Regions from separate parts of the Mus musculus genome. Here all the other regions are linked to region 2. Evidence: chromatin contacts called from public promoter capture Hi-C data. All regions are on one chromosome and are shown on one strand. The core of a region is the stretch at or near the end of the contact, and the rest is flanking DNA. Distances in the headings are between cores, read along the strand shown.

The links. Promoter capture Hi-C pulls out the DNA fragments that hold promoters and counts their contacts.
Region 1: a contact with region 2 is called in a promoter capture Hi-C map of liver. The contact joins two enhancer-like sites. A contact is called at or near these places in 1 of 39 promoter capture datasets (liver), 2 of 15 datasets of contacts at CTCF or cohesin (CD8 T cells and the G1E-ER4 cell line) and 2 of 484 Hi-C or Micro-C datasets (muscle stem cells and nephron progenitors).
Region 3: a promoter capture Hi-C map of liver shows a contact between it and region 2. The contact joins two enhancer-like sites. A contact is called at or near these places in 7 of 39 promoter capture datasets (the 3T3-L1 cell line, 3T3-L1-derived adipocytes, HPC-7-derived erythroid cells and 4 more), 4 of 484 Hi-C or Micro-C datasets (the HPC-7 cell line, bone marrow-derived macrophages, cortical neurons and 1 more), 1 of 115 datasets of contacts at active chromatin or transcription factors (embryonic stem cells) and 2 of 9 other capture datasets (embryonic tail and embryonic trunk).

What each region holds. Positions count from the first base shown.
Region 1 is chr2:38,219,757-38,222,568 of GRCm38.p6, forward strand. The region is part of intron 2 of Dennd1a (DENN/MADD domain containing 1A); the gene reads right to left. Among named protein-coding and RNA genes, the nearest start is that of Dennd1a, 66 kb to the right of the region's middle. Within about 2 kb of position 1,410, at least 22 of the 459 cell types and tissues checked have an H3K27ac peak or open chromatin away from gene starts, as enhancers often do. A contact at or near this core is called in liver, where this site is marked.
Region 2 is chr2:38,142,928-38,145,756 of GRCm38.p6, forward strand. The region is part of intron 3 of Dennd1a (DENN/MADD domain containing 1A); the gene reads right to left. Among named protein-coding and RNA genes, the nearest start is that of Dennd1a, 140 kb to the right of the region's middle. Within about 2 kb of position 1,359, at least 39 of the 459 cell types and tissues checked have an H3K27ac peak or open chromatin away from gene starts, as enhancers often do. A contact at or near this core is called in liver, where this site is marked.
Region 3 is chr2:38,260,272-38,263,258 of GRCm38.p6, forward strand. The region is part of intron 1 of Dennd1a (DENN/MADD domain containing 1A); the gene reads right to left. Among named protein-coding and RNA genes, the nearest start is that of Dennd1a, 26 kb to the right of the region's middle. Within about 2 kb of position 1,645, at least 2 of the 459 cell types and tissues checked have an H3K27ac peak or open chromatin away from gene starts, as enhancers often do. A contact at or near this core is called in liver, where this site is marked.

The sequences.
Region 1 (2,812 bases), core at 160-2,659, 77 kb after region 2:
TCTGATGTCTGCGGAAACTGAGCGAGTCCTATAAGCACCTTAGGAGAAACAAGTGTTAACTAATACCAATGCTCTAAGGCTGTGGTTCTCAATCTGTGAGTCATAACCCCTTGGGGACTAAACAACTCTTTCATGGGGGTGTATGCCAAATATCCTGTATATCATATATTTACAATTCATTACAGTAGCAAAACTATAGTTCTGAAAGTAACAACAAAAATAATCTTATGGCTAGGAGTCACCACAACATGAGAAAACTCTATTAAACAGCATCAAATAAGCTGAAAACAACTCCTTTAAAGACAACTGGAGAACTCAGTCTCATCCCTGGGCCTTTGGTTCTACAAGGGAATAAATAACACAGTGTAATTACTATTCTTACTCATCTATGAGGAGCCTACTTTAAAGTCATTAGTTCATTGTTTCTCTTAATCTGAATAAGTCTAAGTAATTAAAGTTTTTACCAGTTACAAAAATTCTTCACAGTGAGATGGAACCTCCGATTTCAGAAGCTTTATGCTTTCAGCAAAAACTAACACTCATTAGCAAGATTACCTGTTGTGATTAAATAAATACAAACTGTTTGCAAAGTTTATAAATAGGTAAAACAGCATTAAAGTAAAAATTACCCCTTAGCACAAACCTCACTTCCTAGTCTGTATAGGAGATGAAGCAGTCCTTTCTTTGCCACAGTTTCTGATCTCCTTAATTCAGTGTCTGATAAAAATTTACCCACTTTCTGCAGCTCAGTCTCAACTAGGTCTGCTCAGAGAGTTAAAGAACAGTGGTTGAGCACATGCCTGTATCTTCTGCCTCACAGCTACACACTACACTGAGTCTCAAAATCCACCAGGTTGTGACAGCTATAGACACTGAAATCTCAAGAAGGCCCTTCTGTAGAAAACAAATTCATTTCATTTACAAGAAGCTCTTACATCCTTGGTAAAAGCTGCAATTAATTTATGGAAGCCTGAAGAATCTACAAAGGATATCAGTGATACTACAATAAAAGGGGAAAGAGTTTCATCTGGCCTGAAACTGCAAAGTTCATGTCTAATTTGACATAAGGGTCAGATCACAGACTGACAATCTTGGATGGAGGATCCTAACAACAGTCCAGTCCTAAGCTTTTCACCCTACTTCCAGGCTAAAATCCCACGCAAGGCCCTGGCTGAGGCTTATATAGTCTATTCTGCCACCTTCATTTCTTTAAGAAAACTTCTCCCTCAAATATTCAAGTTTCGATTTAGCAGTTAATTTCAGACTGCAGTTAAAAGGCACTAGCTGTCAGTCAGATCTCTCCCCCAGCCCCCTCCTGAAAAGAAAAACTGACAGATCACAGGAGCTTTCTTTTGTAAACCAATTCTGGAACTTTCATGCTTCTTATTTGTTAGGTTAAAGGTTAAATTGCTGACCTGTGCCCTCCTGCTTAGCGGCCTTCCCCTTTTTCTGTAAAGCTTTATTTTGGGGCTGTATTTACATGGATTAGTCCCTTTTCACGCTAAGAAGGAATCTGTTCACAGCCAAAGCCTTAGTTCTGGTTGTACAAAAAGCAGCCACAATTATTCACCACCAGACAATGACCATATTGTGGATTTACAAAAAACCCACCCCAGCCAGGGAAAGATCTGTTCTTGCTGCACAAAACAATAGAAGAAAAATCTTATCAAGCATTCAAGAGAAAGCAAACAAAGCAAGCCCACTGTGAACTTGATGAAGATGTCAAGCTCCTTTAAAATATATATATATAACTCAACAAAGAAGGGTTTTCTTGTAAAATCTTGGGAGTGAGACTTTTTCTACTCTGAGTTTCCCTTTCTGGTTAAACACAGTCAGGAGCAGCAGACATTGACAGCCAAGACCAATACATGCTGCCATTTTCTAAGCACACTTACAAACACTTTTTAAAATGCACAATGTAGGGAGGCTTTCTTCTCCAAATATGCCCAGTGCAAATGCCAGGCAAAGTGTTTTCAACCAAGTACTGCACTACACAGGCCCTTTCAGCAAAAGAAAAAATTCTGTCTCAATCTCTAAGAAACACAAGCTACTCCACTGGCTCTAACTTACAAATCTTAATTTTTAATTTTTTTTTTTGGTTTGTTAAAAAGAACTCCTGTCTTGGAAACAAAAACAAAAACAAAAAAATAGAACTCTGGAAAGCTAGACATGGTAATATAGGGCTATAGCTCTAACACTAGGGAAGCTGAGTCAAGACGATCATGATGAGCTCCAGATCAGTGTGACTTAAACAGACAGAAAGATGCTGTTTCAAAAATACTTACATAGAAATATTGGATGTAATGAAACTATAGATCCAGCAAGTGTGGTGTAAGCATCATTTATACCCAGTCTCTTTGGATGGATTTGAATGGCATTCCCTCACCCCAGAAGCAAACCTTCACCAGGAACACTTTATCTCTCTCACAGCTACTGCCCAAGTCCAGCCCTGGGCCCAGACCATAGCAAAACATGATAGCAGTACAAAGACTTTTCTCCATCATCAGGTCTCTAGGTAAGTGCCTTCTATTCTCTTTAGACTAACATGACCTAAATACTCCATCAGCAGAAATATTCCTCATTATAAAATAAGGAGGAAACAAGAAGCAAGCATTAAATGCAGCCAAACAATTATGATATAACTGCTTTTAAAATATTAGTATGCTGTTATGTTTTGATTTACTTTTATGTATGTGGATATTTTGCTTGCATGTTTGTCTGTACCACTTGAATGCCTGGTGCCTGAGAAAACCAGAAGGGGGTGTCAGATCCCCCCAGGACTGGAGTTACAGACAATTATGAGCCATCATGT
Region 2 (2,829 bases), core at 109-2,608:
TTCTTAGAATTCACACCCCAAGGCCAAAGCTTTCCTGCCACCAGTCCTTCAAATCTGACTTGGACATTACACGGGAGGAGGCTCCAAGCCTCCCTGAGGTCTCACTCCTTTTACAACACACGAAAAAGCAGTCGATAATGGGCCCATGCTGAATTCACTGCTCCCCACGTCTCCTCTTGGGACACAAGCCTAGCAGATGTGATAAAAACTGTGTCAGAGAAGTGGCTCTAGTTTGTGCCTTAATGACAACTTAAACCTCTACACCAATACAACCAAGAGATGAACAGAGCTGCCTGTTACCTCTCTCTGCTGCCAATCTTCCAATACCTTGGAACTAAATTAGCGCCTCTCCCCACAACTTCCCCTGCCACCCCTCAAAACCTATTCTAATTTTAAAAGATAAATGAGTTCAGAAAACACACTGGTGGCACAAGTGTCTGGGTGCTGTGTGTGTGGATGTCCTATAATTAAACGCTGACACATATTTCATAGAGTTTGTATTTTCTCAAGGTATGATTGAACATTCAGATGTCATAAAAGACTGCCTACTAAACTCCCTCTGATCACCACCCCAGTACCCATATTCACATATACCGCTGGGAGATTTACAGCCTCCAAAAAAAAAAATGCTTCAAGGTCTAAAGATTATTTTTAAACATGTTCAAACATAAGAGAGGTGATATTCCAAGTTAATGAAACATTCTAATTATTAAAATTTATACAGGACAATTTCTTAAACCATAGGCGGTTATACTTTTCTTTTAACTCATAAGAACTCTTTGTCTTATCTAATGATATGGTACCATAAAAATCTATTTAAATGTGTACCTCTGATAACATTTTCTAAATTCTATAATTCAGCCTTCAGATGATGGGTCTTTTAACCCAGTATCTTGAAAGCCTATTCAGCCACAATTGCATACCCACTTAATCAGCAATCATTGTTCTGGGATGTGGGACTTTGTTGTCAAGACAAGCACCAAAACCTTTAAAAAAAAATTTTTTTTTTTTTCAGAACTGGCATAAGAAAAAAGTGATCTTTGTCAGACAAGGACAAATTTATGCAAATCTTTTATAAACATTCACAAACATTTATTTAGCTTTTGAAATGTTGGCCTCATTTGAGAGCATGAAAATGAGGGGGAAGTAGAAAAACGCAAAGGACAGCTTAGAAGCTGGCACGCTACATAAATATTCAGAAGGAAGATTATAGGATTCATGTTAGGCTGTCTTAGGCTTCTCCAAAGTCCACATAGAATAGCAAAGAACAAAACTAACGAGAAGTGCAGCAGATGTTAGACAATGCATCGGCCTCTTTTCCTCTCTCACTTGGCTATACTTGGACGCTTTTATATTTCCTTTCAATATGGTTAGGTCATTCAAGGATTCTCCTATAGACTCTGTATTGTGGCTACAGATCTATAAGCTGGGGGTCTGTCAGCTTTCCAAAAGTTTCCAATGAAAAGGCATTATGCAAATTCTACCTCTCTTACCCTCTTTCAGGGGGGAAAAAAGCCTCCAGTATGCAGTCATCAGAGTATTGGAAGCCCCAGCCTTCATTTCTGTATGGCTGTGTTTGCCTCAGGGCCACGCTGCTTGTTTTGACAGTGGATCCCCCTAGATAGTTGGGATTAGTCGAGCTTGTTTGGATAAACTTGAAATCAAGGCCTTCTCTAGGTAGACAGCTAGATGTAGCTACCGAGTTTCCAGCTGCCTCCTCCTTTCATCCCCAAACAACTGCAGATTCACAGTAGCTATCACAGCCACAGGCTATGTCACATACATAAGTACAAAATTAAAGGCTGCTAAAAGAAGCCTTTGTAAGTCTTAGTGCTAAAATAAGGAATCTGTACTGCTTGGTTTATACAAATTATTCTAGCACTACCAGTATGGAACTGAACCTATCAGTTAACAAGGCATGTTAATCAAGGCTCCTAGCTTATTCTGATAGACAGGATCATGGTTTAGTATTCACCTAACCTCCACTTATTAGCTCTTACATGAGGATAATAGCTGAAAATGTTGAAAAGGAAATAGCAGTCTTTATTTATCCAGTGCCAGGGAATGTTAGAAAGATACCATCAACAAACACTGCAAGCAGAAAACAGGAATCAAAGTGTAAATATTAGACCTGCTTTGGAAAGAGTATTATTTAGGAATGATTAAACAGGGTTCCACTGCACAGCCATCTCTATTTCACAACTAATATTTCTCCAATCTTATAATGAAAGGAGGACAGGAGGAGGAGTTAGGACTGAGGAAACTTACAGTCAGAACACACTGATGGCATTCTGTTACTGAGACAGAAGGCAGGTGATATGAAACACTAGCAAAATAAGAAAACTATGTAAGAGGTTTCCTAAAATCTAGCATTCAATATTTTACACTTTTTTAATCTCTTCAAAAGGCTAGCAAAATATAAGAAAATAATTCAACCTCATATATATGTTTAATTTACTTTAGTTTCAACACACACAAACTAGCAATTACCTGTGGCTGCTTGCGACCAGCAAAGGCTTTTCTAGAACATTTTCTAGATTTTTTTCTGTGACCCATAATGTTTGTAAGTCCTTTTCCCTTACAATGTCAACTCACACAAGGCAGCTTTCAATCAAATCTTTCACTCATCATCATGTATTCTCAGGAGTCAGCAGCTTAGGTCACTATTTCAAAGAGAAGCCCTAAGTACTGAAGCTATTCTAAAGCTCATTGTCATGGGCTTCATTTCTTGGATAACTTACAACATAAAGATCTGTTTAAGAACATACCACTTTTTCTCTAAAAGCCTGCAGCAAATATCCCAGGGCTTGGGATCAGTTACACTTTCTA
Region 3 (2,987 bases), core at 395-2,894, 120 kb after region 2:
TCCTACTGGTACAAATAAGGCAATCTTAGTCCAAATCCAAAGACCTTCAAGCTCAACTTAGAAAACAAGACAAACTTGCAAAGAAATCCTTCAGAGGAGAGTTGCGACAAAAGCAGCAGGAGGTACAGCTGAAGGAATGCAGGTTAGAATGGTGGAAAATGTTTGCCTTGGTTCTGGGCAGGCTAACAAGTCTAAATGTGGACAGGTGCTACCTGTCTAGAACATGGTCTGAAGGACTCCTCTCTATAGAATCCAATGTCCTCAACTCTAAGGAGAGTACTCTATTATTCTAAATCTTTTACCTACTTGTAAAATATTAAGTAACATTCAAGGCATTATTATGAAGATTCATGATTTAGGTCAATTTAAATGCTAACTTCCCCATAATCAGCTTCCAAATGCTGACACCATTGCATACACTAGCAAGATTTTGCTGAAAGGACCCAGATATAGCTCTCTCTTGTGAGACTATGCCGGGGCCTAGCAAACACAGAAGTGGATGATCACAGTCAGCTATTGGATGGGTCACACGGCCCCTAATGGAGGAGCTAGAGAAATTACCCAAGGAGCTAAAGGGAACTGCAACCCTATAGGTGGAACAACAATATGAACTAACCAGTACCCGGGAGCTCTTGTCTTTAGCTGCATATGTATCAAAAGATGGCCTAGTCGGTCATCACTGCAAAGAGAGGCCCATTGGACTTGCAAACTTTATATGCCCCAGTACAGGGGAACGCCAGGGCCAAAAAGGGGCAGTGGGTGGATAGGGGATTTGGGGGGGGGGGGGGTATGGGGGAACCTTTGGGATAGCATTGAAAATGTAAACGAAGAAAATACCTAATTAAAAAAAAAATAGCAAAATAAATAAATAAATAAATAAATGCTAACTTCCCAAGTTCCTAACTAGTAAAAGTCCAGCTAAACAGAACTTCTTTTATTTTCCATGTCTAAATGGTTTTTGTTATGGTGCTGCTGGTGGTGGTGTGGGTTTTTTCACTGGTGGTTTTTTTTGTTTTAGTTTGGTTTTTGTTATTTTGGTTTTTTTGAGACAGGTTCTCATGTGGCCCAGGCTCACCTCAAACTCACTATATAGCCACCAAACACCTTTAAAAAAAAAAACAAAAAACAAGCATTCTTATTTATTTCATTTATATGAGTACACTGTAGATGTCTTCAGACATACCAGAAGAGGACATTGGATTCCCTTACAGATGGTTGTGGGCCACCATGTGGTCACTAGGAATTGAACTCAGAATCTCTGGAAGGCAGTTAGTGCTCTTAACCACTGAGCCATCTCTCCAGCCACCAAACACCTTGAACTTCACATCTTTTTCCTCTACCTTCCAAGGGTTAGGATTATAGACACACACCATCATGCCCAGCTTATAAGGTGCTGATTGAATCCAAGGCTTCATAATTGTGCTGGTCTGAATAAGAACAGTCCCCCATAGGCTCATATATTTAAATGTTTGGTCACCAAGGAGTAGAAGGAACTCTTTGATAGAATTAGAAGGATTAGGGGTTATAGCCTTTTTGGAGTAGGTATGGCCTTGTTGGAAAAAAGTGTGTCACTGGGCATGGCCTTTGAGGTTTTAAAAGCCCATGCCAGGACACCAAAAAAATAAGGCCCTTTAAATCAACATGAGCAAAGTTCACATAAACTCAGAAACTCAAGTTGCATGCACAGGCCTGCATGAGTCTGTAGCTCTACATATATATTATGGCTTCCAGTTTAGTGATTTTATAGGATTCCTGAGTGTGTGGAAAAAGTGGGTCTCTGCTTCTTGCACCTTCTCTTGGGCTCTTTTCCTTCAGTTGACTTATCTTGTCCAACACTGATGTGACAGATTTTTTTCTTACTTTATTTTTCTTTATTTTATTATCTCTTAGAAGAATGTCCTTGTCTATAAAAGACAGAAAAGAATCCAGATGGGAGGGGAAGGAGGTAGGGGGAACTTGCAGGAGTAGAGGGATAGGAAACAATTAACAGGATATATTATGTAAGATATATGTACGTGCGTGTTTTAAATAAATAGGGGTGTGTGTGTGTGTGTGTGTGTGTTTTAAATAAATAGGTGGGGAGCCCATGCCAGGTCCAGTTTTCTCTCTCTGCTTGCAGATCAGAATGTAGCTCTCACCTACTTCTCTAGTACCTTATCAGCCTTCCCCTATGCTTCATGCCTTTGAAACTTTAAGTCAGCCCCCAATTAAATGCTTTCTTTTATAAGAGTTACCTTGGTCATGCTGTCACTTCACAGCAACAGAACAGTGACTAAGAAACAGATGCTAGCCAAGCATACTACCAACTATGACTTCCTCAGACTAAATATTCCATAGACTCAAATCCAAAAGGTTCAAAGAGCATAACGAACAGAAAACAAAGCAAATATACAAGGCAGGTGTGTTTATTATCAATTATACTGATGGAAAAGTAGGGTATAGGTCAGTTAGGATCAAGTGTAAGGCCACTGGAACTAGAATCCAGGCCATTGGCTCCAAAATCCAGGCTCCTGACATGCTACAGCCTACGATGTCACCACACAATATAAAAACCAAAGGCAAAAGCATAAAATCCCAACGTATTCAGAAGTCTAAGAACAAGAAAAAATAATAATCAAAGCATGATATGCAAGACTATTTGCAGTTCATCCTCAGAGACCTTCAATCTTATCTGCCTACCACCCCTGCCATAGTCATTTTGAGTCCCATCAGGTCTAACTCGCTCACGTGCCTTGTGCCTGCATTACTACCTATTAAGCTATTTGAGAAAGACTAGCTCAATGTTAGCAATGTTAGCAAACCTGGCTTTGCTTTATCCCTGTATCCCAAGCCCCTAACAAAAGAACAGTCTTTTAACAAGCACTCCAGGCTTAATGAGAAGCCCTATCTCAAAAAAAAAAAAAAAAACAAAAAAAAAAACAAAAAAAAAAAAACAAAAAAAAAAAAAAAAACAAGGCAAAGAGCAATAGAAAAGAATTAGCAGCATC